Regions from separate parts of the Salmo salar genome. Here region 2 is linked to region 1. Evidence: chromatin contacts called from public Hi-C data. All regions are on one chromosome and are shown on one strand. The core of a region is the stretch at or near the end of the contact, and the rest is flanking DNA. Distances in the headings are between cores, read along the strand shown.

The links. A called contact is a pair of places that touch in the nucleus more often than the background predicts.
Region 2: a Hi-C map of gill shows a contact between it and region 1, with 1.8 times the contacts expected there. The contact joins the promoter of oser1 here to the promoter of sdc4 in region 1. A contact is called at or near these places in 2 of 3 Hi-C or Micro-C datasets (blood and gill).

What each region holds. Positions count from the first base shown.
Region 1 is chrssa22:3,659,856-3,664,621 of Ssal_v3.1, reverse strand. It overlaps sdc4 (syndecan 4), which reads right to left and starts at 1,898. Exons shown (of 5, transcript XM_014165901.2): 1 at 1,601-1,898. The coding sequence starts at 1,654.
Region 2 is chrssa22:3,793,696-3,798,461 of Ssal_v3.1, reverse strand. It overlaps oser1 (oxidative stress responsive serine-rich 1), which reads left to right and starts at 2,201. Exons shown (of 4, transcript XM_045705280.1): 1 at 2,201-2,291. The coding sequence starts at 2,259.

The DNA.
Region 1 (4,766 bases), core at 649-3,148:
CAATTAAGCCGACAGGACTGGACGCCGTCACTCAACTCTCTGATGTTTTGTCAGATTACATAAAACAGAACAAGGAAGTACACCTACATCCTGGTATGTGCACGATTGCTTAATTTGGGCTCCCAAGTGGCGCAGCGGTCTAAGGCACTGCATCTCAGTGCTAGAGGAGTCACTACAGACCCTGGTTTGATTCCAGGCTGCATTACAACTGCCCGTGATTGGGAGTCCCATAGGGCAGCGCATTATTGGCCCAGCGTCTCCGGGTTAGGGTTTGCCCGGGGTAGGCAGTCATTGTAAATAAGACTTTGTTCTTAACTGACTTGCCTAGTTAAAATAAAGGTTGAAACAAATAATAATCCACTTCCAAAAGCTATCAAACCAACTGTCCAAAAATGAAAACCACACTGCATCAGGCATACTGAATTGAGTCTAAACAATTACATTTGTCATTTAGCAGACGCTCTTATCCAGAGGACTTAACAATGATAGTGTTGAGCCACGTTACATGAAGTGTTTAATTTGATAAATTATTGCAGTTTTTATTTGGCAACTGGTCAGCAATTAAACATTTAGTCAGTGCTGTAATTTAATATAGTGAAATGGAAATAGGTCAACAGTAATGTTCAAATTACAAGAGCCCAGCTAAATATGGGTGAATGCTGATTGGCTGAGAGCGTGGTATATCAGACCGTATACCACGTGTATGACAATTTATTTTTACTGCGCTAATTACGTTGGTAACCAGTTTATAACAGCAATAAGGCACCTCGGGGGGTTGTGGTATATGGCCAATATACCACGGCTAAGGGCTGTATCCAGGCACTCCACGTTGCGCAGAAGAACAGCCATTAGCCAAGGTATATTGGCTATATACCACACCCCCCCGGGCCTTATTGCTTAAACCTAGCTTACCCTCTTTCTGAGCTACATGTGATGGATAGTCACTTGCATGATTATCATTCCACCTCACTCACACACCAGACAAATGAATTTAGCTACGTTTGTCTGGCTAGCTAGATCTACCACAATTGAAACACCACTGCTTTCTCTTATGATGGAGAGGCCAGGGGCCACAAACCATATGCCTTACACTTTAGATTATTTTGGCCATTTAGCTGACTCTGCTAGGTAGCTGTACTGTAGCTAGTTATCCAGCTAGCTGACTAAGCACAATTAGCTAGTTAAAGTTAGACTGCTGTGTTTTGGTAAACAATCTGTAAATGGTGTAAACAAAGTTTAACAGCTAACTAAAACAGTAGTTACCTTAATTACCATTACATTAACCTGGTCGAAAACACTAAAATAACCATGAAAAAGATTGTGTTGATGGCTAACGTTAACTTAGCAAATTAAGTAGATAGCTAACTAGCCGATTAGCAGCAATAACAGCTACAGTCGCTAACGTTAGCATTGTCTTGGCTTTAGCCAGATGAAGTAGTAAGGTTAGCTACACTAAAACAAATGTGGTAAAGTTAGTTCGCCTAAGTAAACTGAAACGAACACAAAATAATGTAAAAGTGAGTAACGTTAAACTAGCTATAGCTATCGGTAGCTGAGTTAACGTTACCCGGTGTTCTGTTAGCTAGCGAACATTACTTACCGACTCAGAGTAGACGGAGGCAAATAAAAACAACACGAGGAACACTTTGTGCATGTTTCTCTTGGCCGTTTCTTCAACAAAAAGTGTTGTAAACTTGGGAAAAGCGTGGAATGAAATAATGTTTTTTTTTAAAAGTCCTATAAACAATCGAAAGTTCACGTTGCCAACTTTATCGCCTTGCTATTGAACAACTTGTATCTTCCAATTCAGTCACTGATTCAATTTACAAGCTACTTCAGATTGATATATTTTGTATCGCACTTTACACTCCACCCCCTGTAACAGCAACCAATAAGAGCTACGCAAAGGTCCTACTCTCCCTTCGTCATAATTTACCGTAAACTCGTGCTCAGAACCCCTCCCTAGACGCAACACGTTATTTATTAGAACATCTTTACTTATTAAGTAGTCGATTAGCAAACTTCTTGAATGTAGAATATTGTAGCTACAATATCATTCGTGTTCTTGGTGGGAATTGTAATGTGGCTCATAGCGAGAATTGCTATAATATTATCATTATTAATTTGTGGCACTTTAGACTCGATACTCAATTGAAATTGTCATGCATTGTTTTACCTATCGTCCCCTCACTTGTTTATCTCCATGATGACATAAAGAAAACACAAATTACATTTATTTAGAGAGGAAGAGACGAAGCCAGTATCTTTGATTTACTGTAATATATGTGCCACTCCTCATGGAAAGTCCGTTCAAGGATTTTTTTTACTTACGTAATCTTCCGGTAAACCCTCCCCTCGCGCGTCATAAATGTTTGTGTAGAAACGGAAACCCGTAGACCTATTAACATTTCATGTCCACCACAACAGTTCTTAAGTTATCATATCGACTCAATTGTTATTGTAGGAGTTTGATGAAACTTTGCAGGATTGTTGACCTATCCAGTGGTAACAGTATGGGGTCAGATTTCCATCAACATGTTTAAAATATATAAGTAGCTAGTCACAAACAAAATATGTGTTGTTGTGCAAATATACAATGCAACCAAATGTGGTCAAATATGTTTTTGTGAATGTGACAACATTTGTGACTCCACAGATTACAATTGTAACCAGCATTTTACATATTTGTCACTTGAATTACATTTATGAGTTGCATTAAGTCTGTGACTGCCATCCAGTGGGGAACCCTGAGGGCCTTCTAAAAAAGTATATATATTTTTAAATTAAAATTCGTTAAAAAAAAATTGTCTTGGCAAATGAGAAATGCTTACTAACAGGGATGTAACAAATTTGCTCACAAAATTTGAGAGATATAAGCTTTTACTGGGATCTTAGCTCATGGAACATGGGACCAATACTTTATCTGTTGCGTTTATATATTTGTTCAGCATAACATGAAATATATTTTAATATAATTGTAGCCTATACTGTATTCATATTTCTAATACAGTTATCTCAGTTTTCATTTCAGCATATGTTTATCCTTTGCTTGTTAGTAACAATTGCAAAGAAATTGGCAACTTTGTATTTGTTGAAACACATTCGTTGTGAAGTTATTGGAGGTCATAGAAAGACAGATAAACATCTGGATTTTATGTTTTTCGGAGATCTTCTTTGTATAAAGGGAGGCGGATGGGCAAAAAAGCATCTAACGTTGCACTTAACTGTTCTCCGAGTGGTCTGAAGCAGTCGTTAAATAACAAGTGTTTTTAAGAACAACTTTAGTAACGATGGTTTTGGGAAACCGCTCAGAGATTTAACGATGCCACTTCCAAAGTCTTAATGATGAACTTAGCTTTAAGATGCTTTTATGAAATGGGGCCCAGAACATCACTATAGGTCCGAGCTCCATGCCATCCAGGACCTCTATACCAGGTGATATCAGAGGAAAGCCCTAAAAATTGTTAAAGATTCCAGCCACCCAAGTCATAGACTGTTCTCTCTGCTACCGCACGGCAAGTGGTGCCGATGCACCAAGTCTGAAACCAACAGAACCCTGAACAGCTTCTACCCCCAAGCCATAAGACTGCTAAATAGTGAAAGGAGCAATATGCAGAAATCTCTCTGTCATTTCCTGGTTGCAAAAATTCTAATAGTTTGGCTAATTACAGTTTATGTGACAAAACAAGCAATGTATAGTGTAGAGAATCACTGTGAAATATAATATTGTATTTTCAGCTGTTTGAAATTGGTGTACAAAACCGAAAGTAAAAAATGCAAAAACAAACCTTCAAAATGGGAAGCATAGATATAGCACACATAGAACAGATCTACTACTTCTTAGATTTGCTTTCAATGTGAATGACAGATCTAGAACTCACATTTCTATGTGCATTTGGTCAGGTCGCCCAAAAAGTTACATATTGTAGCTTTAACCAAATAGCTACCTTAACTATTTGCATTGGGTCTTTTTGCGCTAACTTTTACGACTCATCATGTACAGTTGAAGTCGGAAGTTTACATACACTTAAGTTGGAGTCATTAAAACTAGTTTTTCACATACCACGTCCATCTGTACAAACAATAGTACCCAAGTATAAACACCAAGGGACCACGCAGCCGTCATACCGCTCAGGAAAGAGACGCGTTCTGTCTCCTAGAGATGAATGTACTTTGGTGCGAAAAGCACAAATCAATCCCAGAACAACAGCAAAGGACCTTGTGAAGATGCTGGAGGAAACAGGTACAAAAGTATCTATACCCACAGTAAAACGAGTCCTATTTCGACATAACCTGAAAGGCCGCTCAGCAAGGAAGAAGCCACTGCTCCAAACCCACCATAAAAAAGCCAGACTACGGTTTGCAACTGCATATGGGGACAAAGATTGTGCTTTTTGGAGAAATGTCCTCTGGTCTGATGAAACAACAATATAACTGTTTGGCCATAATGACCATCGCTATGTTTGGAGGAAAAAGGGGGAGGCTTGCAAGCCGAAGATCACCATCCCAACTGTGAAGCACGGGGGTGGGAGCATCATGTTGTGAGGATGCTTTGCTGCATGAGGGACTGGTGCACTTCACAAAATAGATGGCGTAATGAGGGAGGAAAATGATGTTGATATATTGAAGCAACATCTCAAGACATCAGTCAGGAAGTTAAAGCTTGGTCGCAATGGGTCTTCCAAATGGACAATGACCCCAAGCATACTTCCAAAGTTGTGGCAAAATGGCTTAAGGACAACAGAGTCAAGGTATTGGAGTGGCCA
Region 2 (4,766 bases), core at 952-3,451, 130 kb before region 1:
ATCTTATCTTTTATCATTCTATTTGGGCTTCGATCTAAAAGGTAGCTAGCAAATGTGAAACGGATTAAAATGACAAGAGTTGACAGCTGTATGAGTTCACCATTTACACAACATATGCTGCAACCTTTTGTAATTTTAATAGTTTGTTTCATATTGGCTGGCTTCCAACAATAGCTGAATTTGCAAAGCTAGCGAGCACCAATTCCGTTTCAGTGGTGTTTGCTATAATCTTTGCTACCCGGGTTAAATAAAGGTGAAATAAAATAAATAAATAAAAGTTCCTTGCGCCAATTTAGCTTTTGCAACGAGACCATTAAATATATTTAAGACAATGGTAGAAGAGAGTGTAGTTCTGTTCAGTTTGGACTCCAGTTTATCGCTAACCTTATCACAGGGACTTTGAAGCACTAACTTACATCATCTGCATGCTGATCTTGGAATAAATTGACGATAGCAAAGATTCCATCTTTGACGAGGCCACATAAATGGAATAGGTACTAGCTAGCTTAATAGTTAATATTTGCGAGCTAGCTCTGCATATTCAGCTAGTGTGTGTGCGCGATTGACTGGATTAACCTCACGTCAGTTACGTTCATTGAGTGCCTTTCAGACAGTGGATAAGACCCCTCTGTTACCTTGCCAACTAAGGAACTGGCAGTGGATCAAACCATTGTGAGGCAAAGGGTGGGGGGGTCGCAATCTTTTGAAACTTAAAAACTTGCTATTAAGTGTCTATAATCAGCACAATTGCTTTCATTGCATATTATTAATATTATTTAAATTACATAGTTATGTTTCAGTGATATATTGGGGGGGACAAATCATATTTTTCCCAGGATGGGGGGGTCGTGTGTCCCCCGTCCCCCCCGGGATTTCCGCCCCTGCTTCAGGTACTTTGGGGATACTTGATGCTAGAATGACCTGGGCAGAACACATTGAGAGAGTGGTGGGAACGTGAATGAAGTTACTAAATGTGATGCGCTGTCTGACAGGGAAGGACTGGGTGTGCCTCATTGAAGACCATATATGTTGCATTGATCCGATCTGTAATAGACTATGGAAGTATAGTGTATGGTTCGGCAGCCCGTACATCATTGGGAAGGCTATATGTCATACAGGGACAAGACTCAGAATATGTAGTGGGGCGTTTCGGATGTCCCCAATGGCTGCATTACAGGTGGAGATGGTGGAAATGCCATTGCAGATTAGGAGACAGCAGCTGGCAATGAATTATTGGGTCAGCCTTCAGGGACATGGGGTATCTCATCCTGCGAAAGGGATTTTACAGGCATGCTGGGAACATGAGTGAAGACAGAACACGATTTTTGGGTGGGTGGGTAATACCCAGGCGAAGGAGATGGAACTGTATGGAAGGGAGTTTAGTCCAACGGTAGCTATCCCTGTGAATCCATCATGGCTACTCCCACCTCCAGTAGTAGATCTAGAAGTATTGGAGAGACTACAGAAAGATAGGGAGGGTGTTGATCAATCTGATTTGTTTAAAACTTCTTAAGGCAGGAGTAAACAAATGGGTATACAGATAATATCTACATGGATCTGAGCTCATGTGGGAGTGGAGGGGAACGAGGCAGTTGATGTACTGGCTAAACAAGTACTAAGTAGTGGGGATGTTGATGTGGTAGTATCAATGAGCAAGGTAGAGGCAAAAAGTATGATATGGACAGTGATGGTGGAGAAATGGCAGGAGCAGTTGAATAGAGATACTAAGGGCAGGCATTTATTTCAAGTACAGAGGAAAGGTGGGGAGGGGAGAATGACAGGAAAGGACAGAAGGGAGGAGGCTGTATTTCCAAGATTAAGGGTGGGACACAGCCAGTTGAATAACACCTTACATGTGATAGGAAAGCATCCAACAGGAAAATGTGAGTATTGCCAAGAAACAGAGACCGTGGAGCATGTATTGATACAGTGTGGACATTATTGGAGGGAAAGAGAGAGGATGAGATCTAGTTTGAGGGAGAAGGGGATACAGGAAATTAGTTTAAAGAGTATATTGAGTAGAACGTCATTAGATATAGTCTCAAATATGTTATACTTTTTAAGAGCAATAGGGCTGGCAGGTAGGATTTAGTACCCTATCTCTGGCCCACACTCCAGTACAGTAGGTGGCGGTAATGCAACATAACGTTGGATGCCAACCGCCGATAAACCCCACCGAAGAAGAAGCGTCTGTGTTCTACGTCAGGGCAGAGTGTGTTGTTGCAGAGTCACTGCGAAGTGGTTCGTGTGTAAACAAGATGTTGGAGAAAGAAAAGTCTGGAACTAGCCAAGTAAATACTGCTTTTGAAAATAATAATAGATTAGAATGAAACTGAATTGATTGTAGTGTGATGCTTGTGGAAAGCTAAACCTAATCGAAAAATGCAATAGCTCGCGTCTGTCGCGAAGAAAATCGATGAGACATTGCTAACCGAGTTAGCTACTTTAGCTAGCCACCTCACTGTTGCTTAATAGCTTGCTGCATTTGAGGCCCGTTTGTCGCAGCGCCTGATAAACCCTGCATGTCCAGGCCATCCTCAATCTGGACTGTGGACAGGAGATCCTGAGTTGTGAGTACCCCAATTCTCACACGATGTCAAACTTCGATATTGCCTGGCTAGCTAGTATCCACATTGATTATTATGGAACTGATGCTCAACTTCATCCACAGCGTAGGCTAGCGAGGAGCAATTCCATGATTTCACTTTAAAATGTACAAAACAAATACCATTGATTTCAAAGCTTAAAAAACCGTACAACTCTATGCACTAGCAGTACGTTGAACAATTTACAACATGTAAGAAACTAATTTACTGGAAGAACTGTGGATGCAAAGTTTGGTGGCTAGCTAACAGAATCTTTATGCTAAAATCTTCCTTCGTTTTTTTTAATGCGACGTTTCCCAAAAACTCTTAAATATCTGCACCGAATTAAGATTAAAAGATGTCTACAGAAAGAATGGGGTGTCCGCTATGATATGACACCTTTGAGGTTGAAAAAATATATTGTTATTGAACTAGGCTACAGTGAGTGAAGTGTATTTACACCTGGTATCAGATTACGGTAACGGATTTACATAATCCACAAATTCTTGTTAAATTAATTTATTAACTGCCATTTTCCCCTTAACTATATATTTAAAGAAATTTAAGCAAAGTTGCTATTCCTCAACAAAGTTATTGGAAATGTTATTACTTTTTTTTCTTAGGAAGAAACGGAGGGGGGGGGGGGGGGATTAAGAAATGGGTTTCTTTAAAATAATGTTTTAGGATTTCTTCTTGGAAATGTACTTCACTTTAGGACAGCTAAACCCTTGTCTTGATACGAGTGGATACTTTTGTAACCATGAACGTTTTCTTGCGCCACACACAGTTGGCTACCGGATATTTCAGTACAGCAATAAAACTACTTAAACGCGCATTATCTACCTAGTTAGTAATTAACAATATATTACAATATTCTAGAAGTGTTAAATAGGTAGCGCTATCTCGACAATTTGCACTTAGAACTTAGCTAAAGTTAACGTCGCTAGCTATGTTGGCTATAAAGTCGTTACGCGTTAGCTAGTTAACGTAGGTACCTAATTTACCGGTCGCGCAGGCCCACTACCACCGTCTCTCCTATCATGGACGACACCTTCTCCTCCAGCTGGTCCACATGAATGGTCTCTCAGCACCACTACATTTTTACTGCGTCACTGTCCCTTGCTATACCCTCGACGGTCTATGCAGTGAGCCCGCAGTTACCAAGTCTCTCCAACGGGAATCTTTTCCTGGCTGCTATTTCTTCCACCATCACTTCAAGCTCCTGTTTGCTGAAGTTTTTATTGCGCTTTCCTTGGTTATTTATTTTTGGTTTTGATATAGCTAGTCCGATGGCTATAATGTGTGAAAAATAACGAAATTACCAAATCCTGTCACGCAGGCTTATTTATTGGTTTCAAGCACGTCACTAATGTCAATGCCAGATAAGATATTTATGAAGTTCCTAAGAACATTTTGAGTAATTACATTTACAAACCATCTTATGAACTTTTTATTTTTTCCCTTAAAACCTCTTACATCTAGATGTTCCGCTAGCGGAACGCCTCACCAATATCCAATGGTAGAGCGTGGCGTGAATTACAAATACCTCAAAAATCCCAAAACTTCAATTTTTGAAACATATGACTATTTTACACCATTTTAAAGACAAGACTCTCCTTTATCTAACCACATTGTCTGATTTCAAAAAGGCTTTACAGCGAAAGCAAAACATTAGATTATGTCAGGAGAGTACCCAGCCAGAAATAATCACACACCCATTTTTCAAGCTAGCATATAATGTCACAAAAACCAAACCCACAGCTAAATGCAGCACTAACCTTTGATGATCTTCATCAGATGACACTCCTAGGACATTATGTTATACAATACATGCATGTTTTGTTCAATCAAGTTCATATTTATATCAAAACCCAGCTTTTAACATTAGCATGTTTTGTTCAGAAATAGCATACCCACCGAAAACTTCCGGTGAATTTACTAAATTACTCACGGTAAACATTCACAAAAAACATAACAATTATTTTAAGAATTATAGATACAGAACTCCTTTATGCAATCGCGGTGTCCGATTTTAAAATAGCTTTTCGGTGAAAGCACATTTTGCAATATTCTGAGTAGATAGCTCGGCCATCATGGCTAGCTATTTAGACACCGACCAAGTTTGGCACTCACCAAACTCAGATTTACTATAAGAAAAATTGGATTACCTTTGCTGTTCTT